Linked DNA regions of Mus musculus: region 1 is linked to region 2. Evidence: chromatin contacts called from public promoter capture Hi-C data. All regions are on one chromosome and are shown on one strand. The core of a region is the stretch at or near the end of the contact, and the rest is flanking DNA. Distances in the headings are between cores, read along the strand shown. Region 1 holds the start of Efnb2 (ephrin B2). Region 2 has its middle 180 kb from the start of Slc10a2.

The links. Promoter capture Hi-C pulls out the DNA fragments that hold promoters and counts their contacts.
Region 1: a promoter capture Hi-C map of second pharyngeal arch cranial neural crest shows a contact between it and region 2. The contact joins the promoter of Efnb2 here to the enhancer-like site in region 2. A contact is called at or near these places in 5 of 39 promoter capture datasets (cranial neural crest, frontonasal cranial neural crest, hippocampal neurons and 2 more), 10 of 484 Hi-C or Micro-C datasets (cerebellum, cerebral cortex, cortical neurons and 5 more) and 5 of 115 datasets of contacts at active chromatin or transcription factors (embryonic basal ganglia, embryonic forebrain, embryonic hindbrain and 2 more).

The regions. Positions count from the first base shown.
Region 1 is chr8:8,658,842-8,663,378 of GRCm38.p6, reverse strand. It overlaps Efnb2 (ephrin B2), which reads left to right and starts at 2,137. Exons shown (of 5, transcript NM_010111.6): 1 at 2,137-2,895. The coding sequence starts at 2,765.
Region 2 is chr8:5,284,793-5,289,203 of GRCm38.p6, reverse strand. No RefSeq gene overlaps it. Among named protein-coding and RNA genes, the nearest start is that of Slc10a2, 180 kb to the right of the region's middle. Within about 2 kb of position 3,118, at least 18 of the 459 cell types and tissues checked have an H3K27ac peak or open chromatin away from gene starts, as enhancers often do. A contact at or near this core is called in cerebellum, embryonic limb bud and second pharyngeal arch cranial neural crest, where this site is marked.

The DNA of each region.
Region 1 (4,537 bases), core at 888-3,387, 3.4 Mb before region 2:
AGCTGTTAGTGTGGTCAAGTTGCAGAACAGTCTGAGGACCAAACTGGTTAGCATTGGCTTAGAAGCCTGGTGTGTCGTACATTTTTGCTGGCTAATAGATTGTTCTTTGTGAAATTTCAGCTTTGCTGCCACTCTGTAAGAAATCATTTATATTTTGTAATACATTGTACTTTTAAAATTCCCAAGTCTATTGACTGAGAAGCATCCTTAGCTTTAGGAACCAGCGACTTCCTCAGATTTTGTTGTCATTTGGCATAGAGTTGTGTCCTGTTTTCAAAGCATCCAAGGATTTAGTTGTGAAACGAAGCTCTTCTCAGAGACACTGCAGCATGCTTGCTGTGGCCGTGCTTTAGGATTTCTTCTATGGTTCTCTTTTGTATTTGCCTGGGATAATGACAAATGTAATGTTAAATATAAATGGCTTGAGGTTATGTTTTAATTTCCTAAATGACTGGATAAACAGTTGAGGACCAAAATGATATGTGTGCAGTTACTGACTCCATGTCCCCTTTAGAAGTCACACAGGATTATTTTTGATTTTTTTTAAAGTATATTTACGTTGTCCCCAAAGTAAAATGCCTTGAGTGTTAGGGTATCTGGCTTACTGAAAATGGTATTTTTAGAAGCTGGGTTAAAACAAGTGCCCTTTTTTCCTCTTCTCCAGTAAAGGTCAAATAGCAGCTCCTGTCAGTTTTTTCAGTCAGGAAGTTAAACATTACTCTGTGTGTGTGTGTGTGTGTGTGTGTGTGTGTGTGTGTGTGTGTGTGTGTGTGTGTGTAACCCTTGTTTAACCTAGCGTGAATCCCATCTCCCCACCCACAATCATATTGCAGGCATAGTTAAAAATAGTAATTACAGAAAAGGGTTTCTTAAAGCTGTATTTTGGTGTGTTCAATACATTGTGTTTTGGTCTTAAACGAGTTTTTCCAAACCAATTCGTAGTTGCAGTATACACTAACTTACATTAAGGTTTTTGAAAGTCAACACTTTTTAAAGCTCGAAATTTGTTTTAAAGAAGGATGAAGGGGGCGGGGGGGGTGTTGGGAGTAGTTAGTAACTAAATCATGGGGCTTGTTTTTAAAGATATCGGTGTGGAAACTGCTTAGTTCCATTTGAAGAAGTTCTGGTATTGATGGACAGCATTGTAAGAAGAGACGTGGTTAATTTTTGCTGGGCCATGGGCTGTACATGGGACTGTGCCTTCCACCTACTTTGTTCTCTCTGATAACGGGCATCTTAAGCAAGTGGTTTTCGACTTGGGAATATCTGGATCCTTAAGATTTGATCCTGTAACCGGTAGGCTTGTTCTGAAGTACGGAGAGGCAAAAGTGGGCGCTAGTGGGCGCTGTGGATCCGTAGAAGTCACAGCCGTGGTTCAGTTTTTCAAAATCGGTCTTGGGCAAGCAACCGAGTATCACAACTGCCACTTCTCTGACTGATAGTTGTCCGGGTCACACCTAACTTCCTGGCCACTGTGGGGTCGCGGGGTGTCCCGGGAGCTAGTGAAGAAAAGTCCTCCCAGACGTTGGTAGTGGAGCTTTGGAGGCGCTGTTCTTGCGGGGAGAGGACCGGAAAGGGAGCGGGCGCACGGAGTTGGGTCTCGGGGTCGGGAAGGGCGGCAGACTGGCTCGCACTGCCGGTGGGCTGCTAAGGCTCTCAGCCTCGTGAGAGTCTGATTTGAGTTGCGTCGGACCGGGCCGGAACACTTGGTGCCAGAATCAAGTTAGAAGGCCCTCAGTTAATGGCTCAGAGGGATCCGCCAAGTACCAGGGCGCCATACGCGCGAGGGGCGGCAGGGAGCGAGCGCCACAAGGCGGAACGCTGCGTCCACCACGTCTCGCCCTATCCTAGCGAGGGCACTCGCCAGCACAGGCACTTGCCGGGCGAGGTGACCCTGCTGGTGCGAGTGGCTAAGAGGCGACCAACCCTGTGCCCGGCGCCCAGCGGGGCTCGTCCTGGGGGCGGGGCTCACCTGTCAGGGGCGCCCTACCTCTGGGTGCCCAGTGTCGGGTAGGGGGCGGCAGACTGACGGGAATGCTGCCCAATCAGCGCGCGCTCGCGGCGCGGCGAGCCAATGGGCTGCGTTTGACTGGGCGGGGCCCCGCGTTTATAGTGCTCTGACAGCGCGCCCGGCGCGCTGACTCTCCGCGGCGGGGACAGAGGCACCGGTCGGATCGCGGAGCTGCGCGCAGAGCGGGTCCTGGCGCCCTCCCCGCACACAAAGGCCCGCGCGCGTCAGACGCCTGCGGGGGTTCCAGTGCTCTCCTGACTGCTTAGTGGCCGCGAGTTGCGAGGATTCAGGAGGCGCCCTTTATCTCTGCGCTCCAGGACATGGAACCGCGCCGACGCGGCGCTCGCTTGCCCGGGCCACTGCCCGCTGTCCTGGATCTATAGTCAGGCGGCCCCTCTCGGGGAGCAGCACCCGCCGCCTCACACCGACTCGTCTCTCCGCTGCGGGCCTTTGTCCCGGCCCAGTGCCCTCGCCGCGCCCGCCCTCCGCGGCTGGCCCGGCACCCTGGAGCCGCACGGGAGCCGACTGTCCCAGCTGCGTCCGGCGCAGCGCCCCGGAGCCCCGAGTCCGCCGAGCCGCCGCGCCCCGCGCGTTCGACCCCACCCCGCGCGCTGAGGGACGCGCAGGGTGAGCGCACCTGGCCTCGGCGACCGCGGGAGCGGCGCGGCGTGTCCGCCCCGGAGGATTGGGGGTCGCTGCCCGCGGCCGGTCCCAACGCGTCCCGGAGTGCGCAGAACTGGGAGCGGCTTGGGCATGGCCATGGCCCGGTCCAGGAGGGACTCTGTGTGGAAGTACTGTTGGGGACTTTTGATGGTTTTGTGCAGAACTGCGATCTCCAGATCGATAGTTTTAGAGCCTATCTACTGGAATTCCTCGAACTCCAAGTAAGTGGTGTCCACGAGCCTTCTCTCTTCCGCGGTGCCCTCGGCCGGCGCCCGGGGTACGCTGTATGGTCCGGGCGGGAGGAGGCCTTGGACCCTGTTTCTAGAACCTGGGGCTCCTGTCCCCTATCCCCCACCCTTCCACATTTCTCTAGGTGGGGACCGGTTGATCTTGAGAGCGCGGGTTCCAAGGGTACTCTAATTAGGCTCCAACCTCAAGTGCTCTAGGAGTCCCAAAGCCCTGGCGACTTGGTGGCATGCCCGGTAAGGTGTCTGATGGCGCTACCCGGCCTCCTTTCTTTTTCGAGGACGGAGGACGTTGCCACTAACGGGGCTACAGACACACATTGGCGGGCTCCGAGAGATGCTGCGCTTGCGAGGAGCGCGGGAGCCACGGGCCGGGGCCCAGCGAGAAGGCGACAAGAACTGAGAGTCTGGGGTGGTGGAGCGTCCCTTAGAGGAAGGGAGCTGGGCCCGGGGCGTCCCTGAGCCGGGATACCTCGGCGCCTTCTTGCTAGCCCGAATGTGCGCGGGGAGCTCGATGGCTCAGCCAGAGAGCTCAGGCGGCGAGCTCTCTGCATGTCGGCCTCTCCCTTCGCGTCGGAACTGGTGGTCTAGGTCCAGTGCGGCGCGGTCCACTTAGGTGGCTTAATTTTAACGACGCCTTCAGGGCCCTACCCAGTCAACGCTGCAGCCTTTGCACTTGGGGAATCGGGAGTCAGACTTGCTTTTAGCAAAGCGCACAGTCGGGAGAAAACCAGGCCTGAGACTAACTTTCAGGTCTGGTCTCCCTGAGTGCGCTCCTTGTTTCGAAAATGCTAGCCATCCCTTGGAATACGCAGCCATGGCCCCAGTAACCGTGCCTGGGTGCTGCTTCTTACCTCATTTCCCAACCACCGCCAGAAAGTGCTGTGCGGAATTCTGGACTCAGCCCTAGGAGAGCGTGGAGACGCGGCTGGCTCCTGGTTGGAGTCAGACCTTTCAGATTAGAAGCAAAATCAATGGCCTAATTGGAGTTGAGCGTGCGGTGCACGGCTTCAGAGTAGAGGTGAACGAATTGTTTTTGAAATTACCACATAAGCAAAGAATTGTACCTACTCTCTTGAAAGTGGTAAATTTCAAATTCAGCAACATAATTGACCAAACACGTTTCCCTTCGAAAGGGCAAAAAAATCTATAGTTGTAAATGACTCAAAACATTTTTTTTTTTTTTGCCTGCTGCCAGGAGGCCCTTGTTTTAAACTTACTGCGGCCCCCCTCTAACGTAGTCTTGATCTGTTAAAGAATTTTTTCGTTTTGTTTTGTTTTTTAAAGCAAGGTGTTGCATTTGCTCTCCTGGCGTGGTATCTTTGCATCCACACGGGATCTACAGGCACCTGGTGGTGCCCGAAGGCGCCTGGCTGGGATCTGAGCGCTGCAGCCTTTGCCATTCGGACTGGGGCCCTGGTGGTAGCTGCTGCTGACGCTCGCGGTGCCTACAGAGGTCACCCTTCCCTGCCGAATGCTAGCTATGAGCGCGCCCATCCCCCCATCCCTTCCCTGGGCTGCCTCCCTCTCTCCACTTTGCACTTTCACTCACAGCCTCTTTTGGGGAGGCCGAGTCTCCCCCCCCCCCCCCACTGCCTAGATTTAATATTTATATTTA
Region 2 (4,411 bases), core at 1,869-4,368:
ACATTCTAATGTGGATGGGAAAAAAACCACACACACAAAGCCTCAACCCTAGACAAAGAACCACAGAAAAATAAATAATGCTGACAGCAGGAGAAATAGTCTTCCCCAGGGAAAATCCCCCTAATGGTTTATCCAATACTATATGATCAAATGATTACCCTTGAAAACTCTGTGTGTCTGTGTGTGTGTGTGTGTGTGTGTGTGTGTCTGTGTTTGCATGTCAACATTATAAAGACTGAGCATGTTATATTTTTATATTTAAGAATATACACATTTGTTTGTATATATATATATATATATATATATATATACATATATATTTATATTTGTGTATGTATGAACTATTAAAGTAATGGAGGCCATGATTTTGAAAGAGAACATGGAAGAGTTTTGAAGGTGAAAAGGGAATAGAGAAATTATATAATTACATTATGATATTTTTAAATTAAAGAATATGACATGATGGAGGAAACAGGATTCACCCAGAGAGGCAAATGTGAAGTAGGGTTACATAAAACAGCATTTACTCTATGTAACAATGGCTCCTGAAGGGGAGTGATGGGAAGCACTTATTAGAGCATGTTACAATTAGATAAGAGAAAGTCTCATTCACCACTGTAGAAGATGCTCTCAATCATAAACTGAATGGGAAAAAAAATATTGAAAAGTGTACAACATTTGAAAAAAATTCAACAATTGCATAAAAAAGGCTGCTAACTGTGTAAAAAGATGCAGTGTAGAACATCACTGAAAATAAGATTTTTAGGAGACTGTTGTCCCACACTATGTGCAAAAGCAGACAGGAGTGAGCCAAAGGAATAGGACCTACGTTAAAGACACAATTTGAGTATGTAGTCAATTAATGCACAGGAACCGCAAAGGAAGAGGGACTGGAGGATATTTGATTAACTGAGAATCATGATAACATTTTAATAGAACAAAGCAGAATAATTCATTATCAAAACCACAAATTTCTCTATCAGTTATGAAAAGTATCAGTGCAACTCAAATCCACCAAAGTACACCAACCTTTAAGAATGGCTGAGATTCATTATGGCTCAGACATTGTTTTATCAATACATTAACATGATCTTTCCCTAATCATTTTTTAAATTATTTCCTTTTCTTAGCTACTTCTCAACAGCTTATCTTTACAGATCATGATTCCTGTTTTATATATGGTCCATGCCCTTCTTAACTGCCTTGCATTGATTTCAGAAACTCTTGGTTGGTAGATTTCCTCTATTCACATCTTCACCAGCCTCTCACCATCTTCTTCTGAGAAAAAACAAATCATCAGTTAGCCCCTCTCCACATGGAACTCATGCCTTATTCTTCAACAAAATTGCAGATGCAATTTGAAATGTCACAGGGATGTATAAATTAAGAGGACCACAGTTTGTTGAAAATTTCAAGGTGGAAGTTAAAATTGAAAAAGACAATTGGCAGAGTTCATTAAAAATTTTCCTGTTTGCCAGTGTGTTGAGGGTGACAACTTTAGTTTCACTTTTGTGGGAAAGCTGATTGTTTAGAGAGAAAGGAGCCCTAGAGAAGAGTAAGCTATGAATGAGCAATCATGGGATGTTTCAAAGTCCCATGGGACATTAGCACTATGAATAAGAGTTCAGGATGTTCTATGATACTGACCCTGGTGTGTACCAACCATAGTGCTAAGGAGGAGTGAGCACTGGTGAGCATTTCTTGTCTCAAGCAACAGACAGCTGTGTTGATCCACCCATGCCCCAGGATACAACCTGTCCCCTGTCATATAATCCTGAGATGCTTGGAATAGCTGAGGTGAAATGAACAGAAAATGCTCCTTCACTCAATTTAAAGTGATGGGTTTTAATTAAACATAATTCACACCTCAATTGATTCTATCAGCTCCTATTGCTAACAGACTTGAGGAATGTCAAGGGGGCAATTATACAGAAAGAGGGCCTGCATGTGCTTGTGACAAGAGGAGAAGGCCGCTCACTTTTGTGTGCTTTAAAAATTAAGAGGAGAGGGAAAACACAAAAGGTAAACGGTCATTCAGTTAATACAGAACTAAAGCTAGCAATTGCAATGTTTCTTTCACCTTTAAAAAAAAATCATAGATGCCCTGGATTTGTGGAAAGAAAGTTAGCTTGCATTGTAATATCATGGTTTTTTTTTTTTTTTTTGCTAGTTTTAATTATAACAAGTTATGATTTATATTGTGACATTAAAGAGGTGAATATAGATGTCTTAAAAAGACTTAAACAATACCACTAATAGAATAAGGCATGTACGTAGAATAACAGAAACTCCACTTGCTTTGACCCAGATCTCATCTGCCTTTAACTGGAAGAGGTGCTGACATCATCAATTGCTTTTACAGGTCAAGCCATTCCCCTTTTGTTTTCTATAGTTTAAGAAAAAGAATTTTTTTCAGAAAAAAAAAAAAAGATTCTTGCTAAAATGCTATTTTGGGGGTGACAGCTGCAGGAATTGATTAACATATGCTACATCAAGAACAACATCTCTTTAACTACAGCTTCATTGCCTAAGAAAGCAGAGTCAAATTTCAGAAGCTTTTAAAGCTTAAGAAATATTTATGTGATTATTGTGTCATCTGAGAAATATTAAAACTCTGAACCATTCTATTAATGGCCCCTGAGTCCTGGTGTTGATTCTCACCTCCATATTAGGCAATGTCTCAATGCCTCGAAAAGTCCTCTCTATTTATTTAGGTTTCTGTTTAAATTCCCCAATCATTCCCACAATGTCCTGGCATGAATTATCTCTTGCCTCTGGGAAACATCCTAGCATATCATCTTCTTCACACAATACTTGTATGCCAGGCATGTTGCGTACCTACACATGCACACATTTAATTTCCCCTGTTTTCTTATGCATTATATAGTCTCCAAGGTTAGGAACTGTGACTTTGAACATCACTGTATCAACTCCAATAGGCCAGTGAAGTACATCCTTCCTAGCTAGTGCTAAGTACATCTTTTAAATGAATGATGACTGCATGAAAATCCTTCCAGGCTCAGGCTTCCCTTTTAAAGCTTTGCCTTAGTGCATGAAAATCCAGGTTCTGCTGGCTCCATCTAGCCTGCGGCTACTTCTTCCCACTAAATCACAAATGAATACCATCTGCTATTCCTCTCTGCTATGTCCCTCTGGGGATTCCCCCTAGGTTAATTGGCCATTCTCTGTGCTGGCCTAGGATTTCCCTCTGTTCTTACTTCCAGGGAAACCTCAAGTGGGTCAGGAGTCTAAGATGATCCTTTCTAAGCTATATGTTCTATACCATATGCTTTTCCTCTTTAAACTCCTCTAATTATTACTTTCATTTTGGTTATCTTCATTTCTTCTGTCCTGAAGGGTTCCTTCCCCAGGTCTCTCCTGAAACTACATCCGTTGAGCCATCTACAGAACATAAGGCAAGCAGATGGTGCTGCGATTATACTGGTAATTACCCCTCGAGAATAGTTTCCTCGTTCCCAAAACAGGTAATGTGGACTAAATTAGAATGTGCACAGGAATAGCAAAATAAGCAGGGAGTCAAGCTATACCCTATATATATAACTGAGCTTTATAGAAAGGGGACCATTATCATTAGATATTGATGAAACACTATCACTATGTTTGTTATAAAGAGTGCCCAGCAGCAAAACTTAAAAAAGATTATTTTAAAGGGGAATCTTGCAGTTTCTACCCACTTCCACACTGAACTCCAATTCTTAGGATGGTTTCCAAATAACAAAATCTCAGATTTTAGGGATACACTCTCCCTAACAATGGAATTTGCCTAATGTATTGTAATTATATCCAATTCTGAATACTAACACTTTATGTTCTAAATAATATTTATTATCCATAGCTTGGGGATATAGCTTAGTTAATAGTATGCAAGCCCAGCATTCACACGGCCCTGTGTTGCATCACCACCACCACATGAACTAATATACCCCTATAATCCTAGAATTAAGAAATGAGCCAAGATCATGTTCAAGGTCACAAGGAGTTCCAGGCCAGACTGAGCTAAAAGGGATTCTATCTCAAGGACAAACATAAACAAAAGCTGGAGAGATGTCACATTAATTGAGTGCTTTCTGGCCTTCCAGAGGTCAAAGGTTTTGTTTCCCAGTATCCAAGTTCAACAGCTCACAACCACATGTAATCATACCTTCGGTGTATCAGACACCTTGTCACAGCATTAAAGGATGCCCTGATAGCATTTGGCAAACACACACAGAGAGGCACACATGCATAGACATAAACACAAAGAAATCTTTGAAATACAATTGCTATCCAAATATAAATGATTTTGACTTTTTGGCATAGTCAAATCCTGAAAACCAGGCCTAGAACATAAAAGGGCAAAGAAGAATGCCTTTTTTTTTTTTTTTAAGAAAACAAAATTCTGCCCATATCT